Regions from separate parts of the Mus musculus genome. Here regions 1, 2, 3 and 5 are each linked to region 4. Evidence: chromatin contacts called from public HiChIP or PLAC-seq data. All regions are on one chromosome and are shown on one strand. Each heading gives the region's core, a stretch centred on a gene start, on an enhancer-like site or on the middle of the called end of the contact. The rest is flanking DNA. Distances are from core to core; before and after follow the strand shown. Region 1 holds the start of Cchcr1 (coiled-coil alpha-helical rod protein 1). Region 2 overlaps Cdsn (corneodesmosin). Region 3 holds the start of Bag6 (BCL2-associated athanogene 6). Region 4 has its middle 19 kb from the start of H2-Q1. Region 5 holds the start of Clic1 (chloride intracellular channel 1).

Region 1 (2,798 bases), core at 288-2,787, 220 kb after region 4:
AGCAGACAAGCAGGTTTAGTCCTGTGTGGAGCTGACAGAAGTGTGAGCAGACAAGACGGAACCAAGACTGCTCACCAGACTAGGACTCTGGGAGGCAGGTAGCAGGGTCCCAGAGGCTCCTCTTACTCATGCCTGTCTGGGGCTCTTCTGCTCATTGCTTACCTTGGCTGCTGTGATCCTCCAGGCTGACCCTCCAGTCGTCCCCTTGGAGTTCAGCATGCAATTCCGCATGGACTCCAGAGATGAGGCCGGGCTCCTGCTGGGGCCGCAGGGCCACATCACACAGGTCGGCCCTGCAGCCCAATCGATAGGTGCAGCCAGACTTGGACGGGGGGTGGAAGGTGTAGAGGTCACCGCCCCTGCCGCCCCCTATACGCAGCAGCTGGAAACAGGGCAGCATGGGGGGTGCCCCCTCTGCACCACTTTGCCCACCTCAGAAGTCCATTCCCTCTCCTACTCCTGGGTCATGCACCGTGGGCTTCAATTCAGTTCTCTCTGATGTCAACAGCTAAGTATTGTGCCTAATGCCAACTTAAGCAGTGCAGATTCAGAGCGCCAGAGGCCTGGATATGCACCAAGACAGAGGCTGTCAAGATGAGGTTTAAAAAGCAATTCCAGTAAAGTCCTGATGCGATGCAAAACCAGGAAGACGTCTTGTGGCACCTCAGTGAAGCCGGATCCTCAGGCGGCTCAACATCCGGGAGCCTCCGACAATCTGTGCAAGGCAAAGCTAGTTTAAACCGCAACTGGGAACAGGCAGAGGGGGTGAAGGGGCCCTGGTACACAAACGTGCGTGTGACACGGGTCTTCTCCCTAAGTGTAACCTGGAGTCAGGGAATTTATGGTTAAACTTTCTAATCCAAGTAGCGCACCCCTTCCATCTTTCCCCCCCACCCCCGCTCTTCGGATCAGTTCCCCTAAGGGAAGTGAATCCACTGTCACCCGCAAAGGGCGGCGCAGACGGGTCCCTAATTCTGTAACAAAGTGGATCTCACCCTTTCTTTTTTTCGCTCGCGGGGTAAACTGAGGAAGGGATTCCGTACCCTGCGTCCCGCGCTCCCGCCGAGGTTTGACAGCCAAGGAAGCCGCCCCGAAGGCGGGGCTTGGGTGAAGGCGCGCGCGCGCGCTGCGCAGACTCCTCCTTCGGAATTCCCGGGTCCGACTTCGCGCCCGCGAGCCCGCCCCCCCGCCGGCTGCTTCTGATTGGCCATCTGAGTTGCACCCATTTGCTCTATTGGCCGATGCGCAGGGGGGAGTTGCTCATCTCCCGCTCTCCGCCACTTCTGATTGGCCGGCACGTTTTCCCGGGTTCCCGGGGAGAGGAGGGGCCGTCAGGGCGCGGAGAAAGTTTGGGGCGTCAGGGTGCCTGCTTGCACCTTTCTTCTTCCTATTTCCGGTAGGGAGAAATGGAGCTGTAGAGCAGCCCGCCGCCCCGCGCATGCGTGATCTGGGTGTGGCGTCTAGACTGGGTGCTAGGTGTAAGGGGCGTGGCAAGAGGGCGGATCTCGCGCTGGGTAAGGGGCGTTCGGGGAGAGTCAGTTGGGGGCGGGAAGAGTCTGAGAGGGGGCGCAAGGGGGGCGGAGGGGATCCACAGGGCAAGAGGGGTGCAGGAGCTGGGTCAAAGGATAGATGAGGAGGTCAAGACAGCCTCAGAGTTCAGGGTCCTGACGGGGATTAGCCCGGGGTGTGTGCGGGAGAGAAGTGGGGGAGACAGGACAGGGAGCGACCAAGATAATTCCATCGAAAAAGACTCATACTAGGTCTAGGAAGAGAAACGGGTAGGAATCGCGGGGGTTGAGTGAAAAAAAAAAAAACCCAAAAACTTGAATTCTGATGGAAGTGGGGGAAAGAAGATGCTGTAGGACTCCGAAGAGAGATGCATCGGGAATGGAAGCCGAGGGGATAGAGAGCAACTGAGGCCCGTTACAGAGAGGCCCAGATGAGTTGCCAGGAAGCTGGCTTCCCAGCAACGGGCTCCCGGCTGCTCCGATTCCTCAGGGATCCTAGGGAAGACGCTTAACCCCACATGTGGCCTCATTCTTCCCGGACCAGGCCTTGGGCTAACTCTTTAATAGGAAATGACTCAGAAATCCTGGCTCGATGGTGCCTAGATGGGCTTCCCAACGGCCCTACCATTCCATGGCAAGGACTGTGGAGAGTGGGCTCCTTATACTGTGTCCAGAGAGTCCTGAGCTGCAGGGACCGTAGACACTTAAGGAGGAAGGTAAAGGCACACCACCCACATTCCTGTAAGTAGAAGGAAGCCTCGTCTCAGTAAATTTACCTTAGGGTTGTTGCCTGGTTCATTCTATCAGGAGCGTAGTTGGGACAAGCAAGTGGTTTGGTTACCGTGTGCCTTAGGGAAGTAGGAAAAGAGAAGCGTACAGCCCGATAGACCTGTCAGTAACTTAAGGATTATGACTTTGTTTTTATAGGGCTTTTTCTTTGGAAGGTGGCCTGAAAAATTGAATTGAAGTATCCTTGTTTCTCCTATTGTCCAGGGGAACATAGGTGACTGGAGACAAGAGCTACAGGATTCATATAACAGGAAGATGTTGCCACCGTCAGGTCAGTGAGGCTAGTCAAGGAGACCAGGATCATCTCCCTCTTCCCTCTCCCCCTCTCTCAGAATCTGACAGTCTTTATTCTTGTGACCCCCTCAGGTTTTGCTGGGCTGGTTCCTCCCTCCCACTTCCAAGCTCGGCCCCTTCCAACTCTGCCAAGAATGGCCCCGACCTGGGCTTCAGACGTTCCCTTGGTCCAATCTCCGGCCAGCCAAGATGTCTTAGAGAGACGGC
Region 2 (2,700 bases), core at 108-2,607, 260 kb after region 4:
CTCTAGCAACCCCATCATCCCCAGCCGTGGCTCTTCCAGTTCCAGTGGCTACCCAGTGGGCGTTGCGTTCCAGCCCGTGGGCTCTGGCGGGGTTCAGCCCTGTGGCACTGGCTCTGTCAGCTCTAAGGGCCCTTGCTCGGGTACGAGAATTCAGATCACCTCCAGCAGCTCCAGTACCTCCTACCACCCCTGCAGCGGTGGTCCTTCCCAGGGTCCTTGCTCCTCACCAGGCACCGGCTCCATCAGTGGGGGAAGCTCCTCCCTCTCCTCTGGCAAAATCGTCCTTCAGCCCTGCGGCAGCAAATCTACCTCTTCGGGTTACCCCTGCCTTTCTGTTCCCTCCTCCCCGTTGAATGGTGGTCTGAATGGCTCTCCTCAGCCTGTCCCCTCCGTGGGTGTCAAGCTCTGTGGCCTCAACAGCCCTGGAAGAGTGCCCTGCCGTTCCATCCGCAACATTCTGACCCAAGTGAAGCCTTTGGGACCCCAGTTAATGGATCCCAAAGTTTCTCTGCCACAGGGAGAGCCACAGGGAGAGCCACTTGAGAAGTCTTAAGTCACGCATGCCAGCTATTTTCCAATTGCCAGTCACCTCCCAACTGGAAGACGTCCAGGGGCCCAGTTTCCTGCCCTCCCCCCGGGAGAGCTGCCTCACATGCTGCGGTTAGCCGGATGATGCTCTTGACTTTATTCAACACTCCAAATGGTGGACTCCATCCTCCTCGTCTTTTCCTGGTGCTTCTGCACCATGCTGCTGGGGTGTTCTCTCTGTCCGATTACCTGCCTTAAAACACACTTTTTTGACTGGGAAGTCCTCGAACGCACACCTCAACCTTGGGTGCCTGGATAAGTCAAGCATGCTTCTGCCCGTTTGCCAAATAAGGCAAAGTCCAATCCATCGCCTGAGAACCAAACTGCATGTCTCAGCGACCCCCCCCCCCCCACCATCCGTTCAGTCAGCCCTCTAAATTGTTGGGTTCCCACCATTCATCATGAGTTTCACCACACCCTACCAGACCCATTTCCAGCACACCTGTGCCTCTCCTTCCCCAGCTCTCCATGTCGGTTTCTGCCTGGTTGTGCTTCATCCACAGCACAGATGTTACTCTGTGTGTGTGTGTGCCCCAGGGCAGCCACAGAATCTGGCACAGACTCCCAGTTCCCTCTGGATCCTAGACAGGGCTCAATAAACTTTGTGGACTTTGTGCAGACTATTTGCCTTCTTGGGGTCCAAGGTCTCTTCTTAGTTCCTGGGTAGTAGACCTCCTGTGCTTCTAGAGGGCCTGGTAGTACACCTCCCGTGCCTCTAGAGGGCCTGGTAGTACACCTCCCGTGCCTCTAGAGGGTCTGGTAGTACACCTCCCGTGCCTCTAGAGGGCTCACGTCTCCCATTTCCATTCATAACTTGGCTCAGTGTTTCCTATATTACCCCTCCTCCCACAGAGAAGGAAAACAATAAATATTGATTGAGCTGACAACCGAGTTGCCTGCTGTCCAGATCCTTCCTCTCCCTGTCTCACCTCCAAGAAATTTGTCCCCTCTGTGCTTCCCACGGACACTGGAGTCCTCCCTTCCCTCCAAAAAGCCCTCATTCTCTCCTCTCCCGCCTAGCCTTCTCCATGAGTGAGCCTCACCTTCTAAACTCCGTCATCTCTGAGAGGCCATAATGCCGATCTTGAGTTTCTGGGACGCTGGACCAGGCCAGGCAAGATTCCTGACGACTGAGCAGGAGCCTGGGTGTTCTGGGAGCTGGGGGTGGGGAGAGAAAACATCCTAGCGTGAGAGGTGACTCACCGGCCTACTTAATGAGGTTCTGTGATAGACAAAGCCACAGTGTCACCTCCTCAGCCCAAGCTCTGTGGTGAGAGCACTGTGGCAGACATTAGCCTGGGAAGGACAGAAGGGTGTGTGTATCCCTCTAGGAAGATCCTCGTTCCATGCACAAGGCTCACTTCTGCCCTCATGTCCGGCCCTTCCCCCTCCCGTTAGGAAGGAGAGAGCAGGTGCCCAGTCCACAGTGGCTTCACCCTGAACTGACCACAGATGCCCTGGGATCTAAGTCAGGCTTCAAGGTCTACTAAGGAGTCACTGGTCCGCTGGATGGCTCAGAGGTTAAGAGCACTGACTGCTCTTCCAGAGGTCCTGAATTCAAATCCCAGCAACCACATGGTGGCTCACAACCATCTGTAATGGGACCTGATGCCCTCTTCTGGTGTGTCTGAAGACAGCTACAGTGGTGTACTCATATACATGAAACTATATATATATATATATATGTATATGTATATATACATATATATATGCATATATATATATAATTTATAAATATATATATTTAAAGAGTCGTTGGTCCAGACAGTGCCAGGAGGCACAGCCCTCATAGTCTCCAAGGGTGAGAACCTCAGGAGAAGCTAACATTTACATGGGACTCCTCTAGTCTCTGGTACAGTTCACGTTAAACATGTGGGCAAAGCCAAAGCAAGCATGGTGGCACATTCCTCTAATCCCAGCACTTGGGAGGCAGTGGCAGGTAAGCATCTGTGTGTTCGAGGCTAGCCTGGTCTACGAAGCTCCAAGAGAGTCAGAGCTACATAGCAAGACCCTGTCTCAAGATAACAAAACCAAAATTGGGCGCAGTTGGTGTATGTCACCTCAAAACCGGGAACTAAGCTTTAAGGTTCCCTGCTGGCTAGTTCAGGGAAG
Region 3 (2,819 bases), core at 212-2,711, 170 kb before region 4:
CCTTATGAGTTCCAGGCAATTCAGGGTAACAGTGAGACAGCATGTAAAAGTCTCATCATACAATGCTTACTGGAAGTCTCATCAGTACTGGCATCTAAGAATAAGTGGGGAAGAATGCAGAGAGAGAAAAACTTAACCGTTCAACTCCCTTGGCGGTGGGCCTTTCAATCCCCTTTCTTTTTCTTCCTTCTTTTCTTTTCTATTTTATTTTATTTTATTTTATTTATTTTATTTTATTTGTTTGTTTTTGAGACAGGGTTTCTCTGTGTAGCCCTGGCTGTCCTTGAACTCACTTTGTAGACCAGGCTGGCCTCGAACTCAGAAATCCGCCTGCCTCTGCCTCCCAAGTGCTGGGATTAAAGGTGTGCACCACCACGCCCGGCTTTTCTTTTCCTTTTTTAAAGATTTATTTATTTTATGTATGTGAGTACACTGTCGCTGTCTTCAGACACACCAGAAGAGGGTGTCAGATCTCATTACGGATGGTTGTGAGCCACCATGTAGTTGCTGGGAATTGAACTCAGGACCTCTGGAAGAGCAGACAGTGCTCTTCATCTCTTGAGCCATCTCTCCATTCCCTTGGTCCCTTCTTAAAGTCTTGTCCTTTAATCTGATCCGCAAGGCACCCGTTCTCTTTTCTTTCTTTTTTTCTACAAAGCTCTTAAAAAGCAGCAGAAATGTCTCAAAACCAAAAAATGCAATAGAATTTTTTTTTATCCTTAAACATGGCACTCCCTCGGAGATCTCAATAAACAGGATGCTCAAAGTCTGCAAAGAGCCCAACCGGCCTAATCCCGCCAGGAACTAGAGTCGGGCACAAGCAAACACAGCCCGCGGAACGCCACCAGCCGTCCACGAAAAAGAGTGGCTTCCGGAAGAACAGAAATGATGGGAGGACCAGAGGTCTTGCAGAGTTTTAGGTAGTTAGAATTGTGCCTGTAAACGTCTCTGACCATCAAGATGGGACGTTGATTAACGAGGTGCACTCCACACAAGTCTCACAATTTTTCTCGAGGAAATTACAGCATCTCACTCAGTCATTTTTCTTTAGGCGTTTCCAGTAGCCACCCCGGTCCGGTTGCACTCTGGCGCGCGCAGGGAAGAAACGCACATAGCCGGAGGGGGGCGGGGAAGTACTTAGAGTGTGCGCACGCGTGGCGCCGCTCACGCAGGCGCAGTGCGGTCCCCCGGGCGACGACGGCGGCGGCGGCGGCTCCTCCGGGTGGTCGGCTCCCTCCCATCTCGGCCGGCCCGGGCCCGTCTCGCCCCCCAGAAACTCACTGTTCGGGGCTGTGGACTTTCTCATCGTGCCCCACGAAAGTAAATCGGGGGAGACTGGGGGAGCCGGAAGTACCGCCTCGAGATCCCCCCAAATACGATCGGGGAAACGGAAGTGGCCCTTGGTGCCAGGTTGGGGGAGACCGGAAGTGACGGTACCGTGGGGACGTCGGGGGCGGAGCCACAGGGTGGTGGGCTGTGTATGTGTGTTTGTATGTGTTTGGTCGCGTGTTGGTTAAGTCGTGTTGCTGGAATACCGAGGAGAGGCGGAGGCGGAAGGCGGGGGCGGTCAGCGAGCCCGTCCAGCCTCCCGTGAGTGTCCGCGGTCTTGGGTCGGTGGTGATTTAGGCGGGTTCGATTGTGGTGCTGCGCGTGCGCGAAGCCACTTTTCTCTGCCGAGTCTAGCGCGACCCTCCCCCCACCCCTCGCGTTGTCCTAGGATTTCCCGATCTCTCGGGCGCTTGCTCGGTCGCGACCGGTGATGACACTGGCCTCTGGTCGGTCTCGTGCTTGCTTCCCTGATTCCTAGCCCAACTGGCTCTCCCTATTGTGATTGGCATGGTGGAGCCCCTCCCACCTCTCGTCCTTCATCTCCCTATGCCGTCGATCTCCTACCCTTTGTGTTTCTGTTCCTGTGCCCCCGAATCAAAAAGGGGGGATGAGAAGGAGGATGAATATATCTGCTTGTGTATGAGAAACTTTGAAGGGATTGGGGCGGAGATTGGGTCCAGAGAGGCTTCCGGGTGTATAAAATACAGTGCGACCGACAGCGAACCCCCCCCCCTCGTTCTTCTTTAGAGAGCTGTCGGCCATGGAGCCGAGTGATAGTGCCAGTACCGCTATGGAGGAGCCTGACAGCCTGGAGGTACTGGTGAAGACCCTGGACTCTCAGACTCGGACTTTTATTGTGGGGGCCCAGGTGAGACACCAGTACTTTGTAGAAGGATGCGCCTGATTTTCTTGTCATTGACTCTTTTGTCCCTTACTGGATAGGACATCTGATGTACCTATTGAGTGAGGGGATGTGGTTACTGTTGAGTGAGGCCGATTTGGAGTCTGTCTTCACTTTGACAGAACTCAGTGAAGAGGAAAGTAGAGAGGAGGGATCTATACCTGTTCTGTGCAGACCCCAGCCCAAAGAGACAGACATGACTCTGGCCTTTGGGACCAGACACAACACAGGGGGCACCTTGGACAAGAATGGTGTGTCACAGGGACCTCAGACAAGTTTGGTGTGGGTTTTTTTTTTTTTTTTTTAAACAGAGTGTTCACAGCTTGGTACTATTTTTATAAGATTAAGGAAACCTGCTTTCATCCACTGTGAAGTAGACTTGTCAATAGCTGAGGCATGGTTTGAGCCTCCTGACCTTAGTGCACTGTGGCCACTGCATAATTCTTTGAGACAACCACCATGAGGAGGTCATTTTTGTGGTTTTTAAAGCAGATATTTAAAAAGCCACATAGACTTTTGTCTGTAGGTACATGTGATAGTTAATTTGGCCCTACCAAGAATTACTTAATGTCTTTCCGGGAGGTGGGCA
Region 4 (2,969 bases), core at 388-2,887:
GCTCCTTTGCCCTTTCTATTTCCTCTGGTGGGTGGTGAGCTAGAAGAGAGGTTAAAACACTTAAGTAAGCTTATTAAAGTAGGTTTGGGAAAATATAAACCTACACAGGGCATCTGGAATGTTCCATGCCTGGGTTATGTTAGCAATGCTGCTTTGGTGCTGGAGGACATCAGACGTTTTTGTAGACTGAGCACTGTGGGGACGGATTGGGAAGCTCCTTCTCTGGGACTCTGTGCCCCTGAGGAAGCCAGGGCTTCTCCTGTTCACACCTTCTCTGCAGGGGAGTTAGGAGGCTCAGGCCTGACTGAGGCCCTGTGCTGCAGAGAAAAGAATCTCAGAGAGCCAAGGCATAAAAATAAAAATGGTGTCACTTCCGAATAAAATTATGGAGCTGCAGAGATTGTTCCGAGGTGAAGAATGCTCACTGCTGTTCCAGAGGACCTGGGTTCAGTTCCAGTTCTCATCCACTTGTAACTCAGCCTTAGATGGGTAGGGTGCCCTCTTCTGGCGGCCTGGGGAACTCCATGCTTGTGGGGCACAGACATACATGTGTGGGAAGCCACATGTGCCGTTGCTGAGTGGCACTGACTACTGCTGGCCACCACGCATAAAATTGGACAAACAACCAATGTGTACATATGCAGTAAAGTTTTTTGCAAAGACACTGCCTGGCCCAGGCATGATAATGAGGTTCTGTAAGGTACTGAGAGTATAACCAATTAGATGTGAGACATGCAAATGAGGTATGATAATGAGGTTCTGTAAGGTACTGAGAGAGAGTAACCAATCAGATGTGAGACATGCAAATGAGTTATGATAATGAGGCTCTGTGAGGTACTGAGAGAGAGTAGCCAATCAGATGAGGAACATGCAAATGAGGCATAGTGCATAACCAATCCGGGTGTGAGACACGCCTCTCCTAGGCCTATAAAAGCAGCACCAGTTCTGGGCTCGAGGTCTTTTCGCCTCTACAATCAAGCTCTCCCAATAAACGTGTGCAGAAGGATCCTGTTGCAGCGTCGTTCTTCCTGGCCAGTTGAGCGCGCGCAAGATACATGGAGGCAAAACACCCATATAAATAAAAATATTTTTTAAAAGAATGAAAAATAAATGAAGGGAAATAAGATTTCTGTAAAGAAAGAGATACCTGAACAGTATTGGGGGTCACTACAGCGCATAGGAACACCTCCAAACCTAGATCAGCACTCTAGGGACCCTTGCAGTAGGCGTGTACATCTAATGATGTGTACACAATGATCTTAGGGAATCAGCCAGGGAAGGGTGATTCCTTCTACAGAGTGGCCCCTGATGCTACTGGTCTATGGAGCCTGTGTGTTCGTTCATTTATGCTGTTTGTGCTGTATGCCTTGTTGTAGCTCAGGTGGACCTTGAATTCTTTATTTTATTTTAAAAATTTATTATGTACACAGTGTTCTGCCTGCATATGTCTATAGCCACCAAAAGAGGGCGCCAGATCTCATTATAGATGGTTGTGAGCCACCACGTGATTTCTGAGAAATCAACTCAGGGCCTTTGGAAGAGCAGTTAATGCTCTCAACCTCTGAGTCATCTCTCCAGTCCTGACCTTTCCCACCTACAACTTGATCCTCATGCCTCACCTCAGCATGCCATGGTGTGTGTGTGTCTATGTCACTGTGACTGGAGAGTTGGTGCTGAGTCACAATCTAGAGAGGAGCCGAGGTGTAATCTCGCTCAGAAGTTGTGTTTCAGTCCGAAGATCATAAGGACCCGTGAAAACCACAAACCAGAGGATTTGGGGCTGAAAGGAAAATCCCTGGCTGCTTCGGTATGAAGAGGGCATAGGCGACCACAACTCCCTACCTTTCCCAGCATTCAAAGCTCACAGCCACTTAGGTGATCAGGAACTGGAGCCGCTCCTATTCCTGTGTCCTGCTGCCCCCTGGCGGCCGTGCTCCGCATCGCAGCTCCCAAGAATCTTGGAGATGGACTGGGCTCTATGTCAAATGTCCCTCCAGACTGCAGACTGCAGAGTTCAGGAACTGCTGGCCAGCTTCACAAGCCCGCGAAGCTGTCCAGCTCACACTGAGGAAGGGCCACACTAAGAAACCGGGTATCCCCTGCACAGCCCGCCACAGCAGAGCATTAGTTGTTTTTCCTTTTGTGGTTGCTGTTGCCCAGGATTTACCCCAGGGCTTCCTGCCTGTTGACCGTGTCCTCACTGAACTACACACCGGCTGAGCTTGATGTGACCACACAAAGAAAGGGTCCTGGGTTTCTCTGGGAATGCCTTCAATCCCAAAACTCAGGAGAGCAGATCTCTGCATTCTTCAACCACATAGCAAGTTCCAGAACACCCGGGGCTATAAGGTAAAACCAGAAGCCTGGGATCCCCAGGTCTGACACCTAGAAGGGGGTGGTGGAGTAGGTGGGAAAGTTGTAACAAGTGAGAAAGGAGCATGGATGCCTGGGACGGGGTCTGGGTGGACTTAGGCCCCCAGCCAAGGCCCTGGGAAGTGAATGGGGTAAAGGAAATAACCTCAAATTACTCTTTTTTTCCCTTGACAGCATCTTTCACCTGGAATTTCCCCCACGCTGTAGATGGGACCTAGGGACGGCTTCCTGCCACCGAGCTGTGTCCCAGCCTTTACTTTTAAGACGTGGTCCAGGCTGGCCTTGAACTTACTCTGTAACTGAAGCAGGTTTTCCATCCAGTGCTTCTGGTCCCTAATTAGCCAGGGTTACAGGTCTGCAAACCAGCCTAGCTTTTGTTCAAGACTTGGTCAAGGTTGCCAGGCTGTGGAGACACACACCTTCAGTCCCAGCACTTAGGAGGTAGAGGCAGGTGGGTCTCTAAGTTCGAGTCCAGCCTGGTCTACAGAGTTCCAAGACAACAAAGGCTGCACAGAGAAACCCTGTCTCAAAAACCAAACAACTTGGTCAAGCATGTACCTTCACTCTAGGACTTGTGGGTCATGACCCCTTTGGGG
Region 5 (2,711 bases), core at 74-2,573, 250 kb before region 4:
AGAAATCTGCCTGCCTCTGCCTCCTGAGTGCTGGGATTAAAGGTGTGCACCACTATGCCTGGTTTTGTTTTTGTTTTTAAAAAAGGTAGAAGTAGTAGGCAGGGCAGTGGTGGCGCATGCCTGTAATCCCAGCACCTGGGAGGCAGAGGTAGTCGGATTTCTGAATTTGAGGCCAGCCTGGTCTACAGAGTGAGTTCCAGGACAGCCTCAACCACACAGAGAAACCCTGTCACTAAAAACCAAAATACACAAACACACACACACACACACACACACACACACACACACACGAGTAGTAGAGCTCTCTTCAGTAGCACTCACACTAAAATTGGAAAGATACAGAGATTAGCATGGCCCCTGCGGAAGGATGTCACGCAAATTTGTAAGGCATTCCATATTTTTATTTGCCTGTGCTTTATCTAAAATCATTTGTATAGGTGGGTAATTAAAAGATACTGAAGTGAAAAAAAATAGGTAGTAAAGTTCTATCTTTATACTAAAGTTAGACCCTCCAGAATCAGGCCTCCCAGGGAAAGTGACACCCCCCCCCCCGTCTTATTTACTTAGATGTCCCCCAAGACTCTGCTCACACTGACCTGTCTGACCTTTCCTTTTTTTCTTCCCGTGATAGAACCAGTCGCTACCCCACCCACCCCAGGATGAGCCCAGTGCTATCCTAGAACCAGGATAAGTCTCCAAGGCAACATTCACCATTGAGAGGAGGGTAAGGGGCCCGGGTTGGGGAAAGTCTAAGCTTGGCCAGGCTTCCAGAGGACCGCCCCCTGCCGTGAAGCCTGGGCTCAGCTTCCTGTTTCCCCTGCATCAGGCCTCCTGGCCTCTGGCGGCCTGTGTCTTGGAGTGCCCTTTGCCAATCTGTAGTCCTCAGCTCACTATCTCCTTCCCGATCCCCCTCCACACACGCAGAGCACAGTCCCAGCAAACCAGAAGACTGACTGGATAACTGAAAACAAAACAAAACAAAACAAAACGCAGAACCCTTGCATCCTCAAACTCCCTTTCTGCACCTCCGTGGTCACTTCGCTAGTGTCAAGCTTCCCTGTTTGATAGTGGCCACCCTTCTCATTAACGAAGCGAGGAAACTGAGGCACGAAAATGCTGCTGTGTTTAGGAGAGGTCAGGGAATCGAGGAAGCCCCCGGACTTCCCTTCTAACACCTTATCCCTGGGATCCCGAGACCTCTGACTTCAGTCCCGGACCCACTCCCACGATCCCCGTGTCCCCTCCCCTCATGTCCCCTCCCCAGGTCCAGGGCGGGGCCGGCCGGTGAGTCAGCTGCTCCCTGAGCTAAACAGGAGGGACCGAGGTGGAGCAGCTGGGTGTGGGGTGCACTGGGCCTGTGGGGAAGCCGTGTTGGAGCGAACTAAAGGGTCTGATCGGACTTGGGTTGCGCCGAAGGGACAGCCCTGAGTCTGGAGGAGAGAATCCCGGACCGTGAGACCCGCCTTCCCTTGCCCCGGCCCCTCCCAGTTCCCCCAGCGACGGCTGCTTCCTGGTCCCCGACGCAACCATGGCTGAAGAACAACCTCAGGTCGAACTGTTCGTGAAGGTAAGAACACTTTCTCTTTCTTTGGCCACTCTCAGGATTTCTGCAAGTCAGTCCTCCCCTCTCCTGGGCTCCAGCTCAAACTCCCCAACCCCTTCCTAGTTGACCCCACTCCCAGCCCCGGTGCTGTTTTGCTGGGGGCAGGGTGGGCGGGCAGACACGACTTGTGAGACGGTAATGGGAGTGCTAGACTCGCCCTGGGAAGTTTATAGAAGAGGTTTCCAGCAGCCTAAAGGGGAGAAAGGTAAAGTTTCAGGAATGAGAGAGTGAATGGGGTTCGGTGCGGGATCCAGGGGGATCCAGACAAGAGAAGGACCGAGAAAGGGACAGTGGTGGGGTTCGAGAAGGTCAGGAGAGTTGGCTACGACGTGTGGCCCTATGAAAGAAAGAGAAAAATGAAAGATGGGGCAGAGAGAACGTGGGGAGAGAGCGAGAAAGAGGGAGGGAGAGAGGGAGAAAAAGAGGAGAGGAGAGGAGAGGAGAGGAGAGGAGAGGAGAGGAGAGGAGAGGAGAGGAGAGGAGAGGAGAGGAGAGGAGAGGAGAGGAGAGGAGAGGAGAGAGAGAGAGAGAGAGAGAGAGAGAGAGAGAGAGAGAGAGAATGAATAAGAATCTGGTAGGGTTGAAGGATGAGTGTGTCGCATGGTGGAAGGAAAGAGCCTTCACGAAGAAGCAGCACAATCAGTGGCTGAGATGACTATCCCCCAGCTGAGGCAGGAAGGAGATTAAAGTTTAGCAGTAGTTACTTATGAAGAGAGGAGAGGAGAGCTCCAAAGGGGACAGGAGACTCCTTGGGTTAGATGTAAATGCCGGGCTGATACCGGGCTGGAAGAAAAAGCCCCCTCCCCCTGAGCCCTCCCCCTTTACACTATCCTCTCTGTGGGTGTGGTCAAGGCAAGCTGGTGCTAGGCTTTTGGCTTTTGGGTTCGGAAACCGCTGGCTGCCGCGCTCCTCCTCTGCCCAGGCCTGTCCCCTCCGGCACCACCCTTCCCCATACCCCCGTGCACGTCCCTTCCTCTCCGGGCAGGTCCTCTCCCAGTGAGCACATTCGCACTCGTTTTTTGCTTCTCGGCCTCTCTTGGCATTCCTTTCGTTCTTCCCGTCTGTGTGTCGGTGTTCTGTTTTTCTCTATCTTTTTTTTCTGGGTTTT

Evidence for each region. HiChIP or PLAC-seq counts read pairs in DNA pulled down with a chosen protein or histone mark.
Region 1: a FOXA1 HiChIP or PLAC-seq map of pancreatic cancer cells shows a contact between it and region 4. The contact joins the promoter of Cchcr1 here to the enhancer-like site in region 4. A contact is called at or near these places in 4 of 39 promoter capture datasets (the C10 cell line, HPC-7-derived erythroid cells, cranial neural crest and 1 more), 1 of 15 datasets of contacts at CTCF or cohesin (large pre-B cells), 2 of 115 datasets of contacts at active chromatin or transcription factors (effector CD8 T cells and pancreatic cancer cells) and 2 of 9 other capture datasets (liver and macrophages).
Region 2: a FOXA1 HiChIP or PLAC-seq map of pancreatic cancer cells shows a contact between it and region 4. The contact joins two enhancer-like sites. A contact is called at or near these places in 1 of 115 datasets of contacts at active chromatin or transcription factors (pancreatic cancer cells) and 1 of 9 other capture datasets (liver).
Region 3: a CTCF HiChIP or PLAC-seq map of CD8 T cells shows a contact between it and region 4, with 6 read pairs. The contact joins the promoter of Bag6 here to the enhancer-like site in region 4. A contact is called at or near these places in 1 of 39 promoter capture datasets (the C10 cell line), 1 of 15 datasets of contacts at CTCF or cohesin (CD8 T cells), 1 of 484 Hi-C or Micro-C datasets (B cells), 3 of 115 datasets of contacts at active chromatin or transcription factors (the SCID.adh cell line, large pre-B cells and microglia) and 3 of 9 other capture datasets (adipose tissue, liver and macrophages).
Region 5: a BATF HiChIP or PLAC-seq map of CD8 T cells shows a contact between it and region 4, with 5 read pairs. The contact joins the promoter of Clic1 here to the enhancer-like site in region 4. A contact is called at or near these places in 1 of 39 promoter capture datasets (the C10 cell line), 3 of 115 datasets of contacts at active chromatin or transcription factors (CD8 T cells, embryonic stem cells and pancreatic cancer cells) and 1 of 9 other capture datasets (liver).

Annotation. Positions count from the first base shown.
Region 1 is chr17:35,515,716-35,518,513 of GRCm38.p6, forward strand. It overlaps Cchcr1 (coiled-coil alpha-helical rod protein 1), which reads left to right and starts at 1,538. Exons shown (of 18, transcript NM_001372297.1): 1 at 1,538-2,224; 2 at 2,502-2,568; 3 at 2,664-2,798. The coding sequence starts at 2,027. It overlaps Tcf19 (transcription factor 19), which reads right to left and starts at 1,109. Exons shown (of 4, transcript NM_001163764.1): 1 at 1,044-1,109; 2 at 163-715. The coding sequence starts at 400.
Region 2 is chr17:35,555,709-35,558,408 of GRCm38.p6, forward strand. It overlaps Cdsn (corneodesmosin), which reads left to right. Exons shown (of 2, transcript NM_001008424.2): 2 at 1-1,472. The coding sequence ends at 553. Among named protein-coding and RNA genes, the nearest start is that of Cdsn, 4.9 kb to the left of the region's middle. Within about 2 kb of position 1,358, at least 121 of the 459 cell types and tissues checked have an H3K27ac peak or open chromatin away from gene starts, as enhancers often do. A contact at or near this core is called in pancreatic cancer cells, where this site is marked.
Region 3 is chr17:35,134,039-35,136,857 of GRCm38.p6, forward strand. It overlaps Bag6 (BCL2-associated athanogene 6), which reads left to right and starts at 1,462. Exons shown (of 26, transcript NM_001372261.1): 1 at 1,462-1,590; 2 at 2,077-2,197. The coding sequence starts at 2,090.
Region 4 is chr17:35,300,249-35,303,217 of GRCm38.p6, forward strand. No RefSeq gene overlaps it. Among named protein-coding and RNA genes, the nearest start is that of H2-Q1, 19 kb to the right of the region's middle. Within about 2 kb of position 1,638, at least 127 of the 459 cell types and tissues checked have an H3K27ac peak or open chromatin away from gene starts, as enhancers often do. A contact at or near this core is called in B cells, CD8 T cells, the SCID.adh cell line and 3 more, where this site is marked.
Region 5 is chr17:35,048,920-35,051,630 of GRCm38.p6, forward strand. Clic1 (chloride intracellular channel 1) reads left to right here and starts at 1,324. Exons shown (of 6, transcript NM_033444.2): 1 at 1,324-1,567. The coding sequence starts at 1,529. Gm23421 (a small nuclear RNA gene) reads left to right here and starts at 299; the gene lies at 299-402.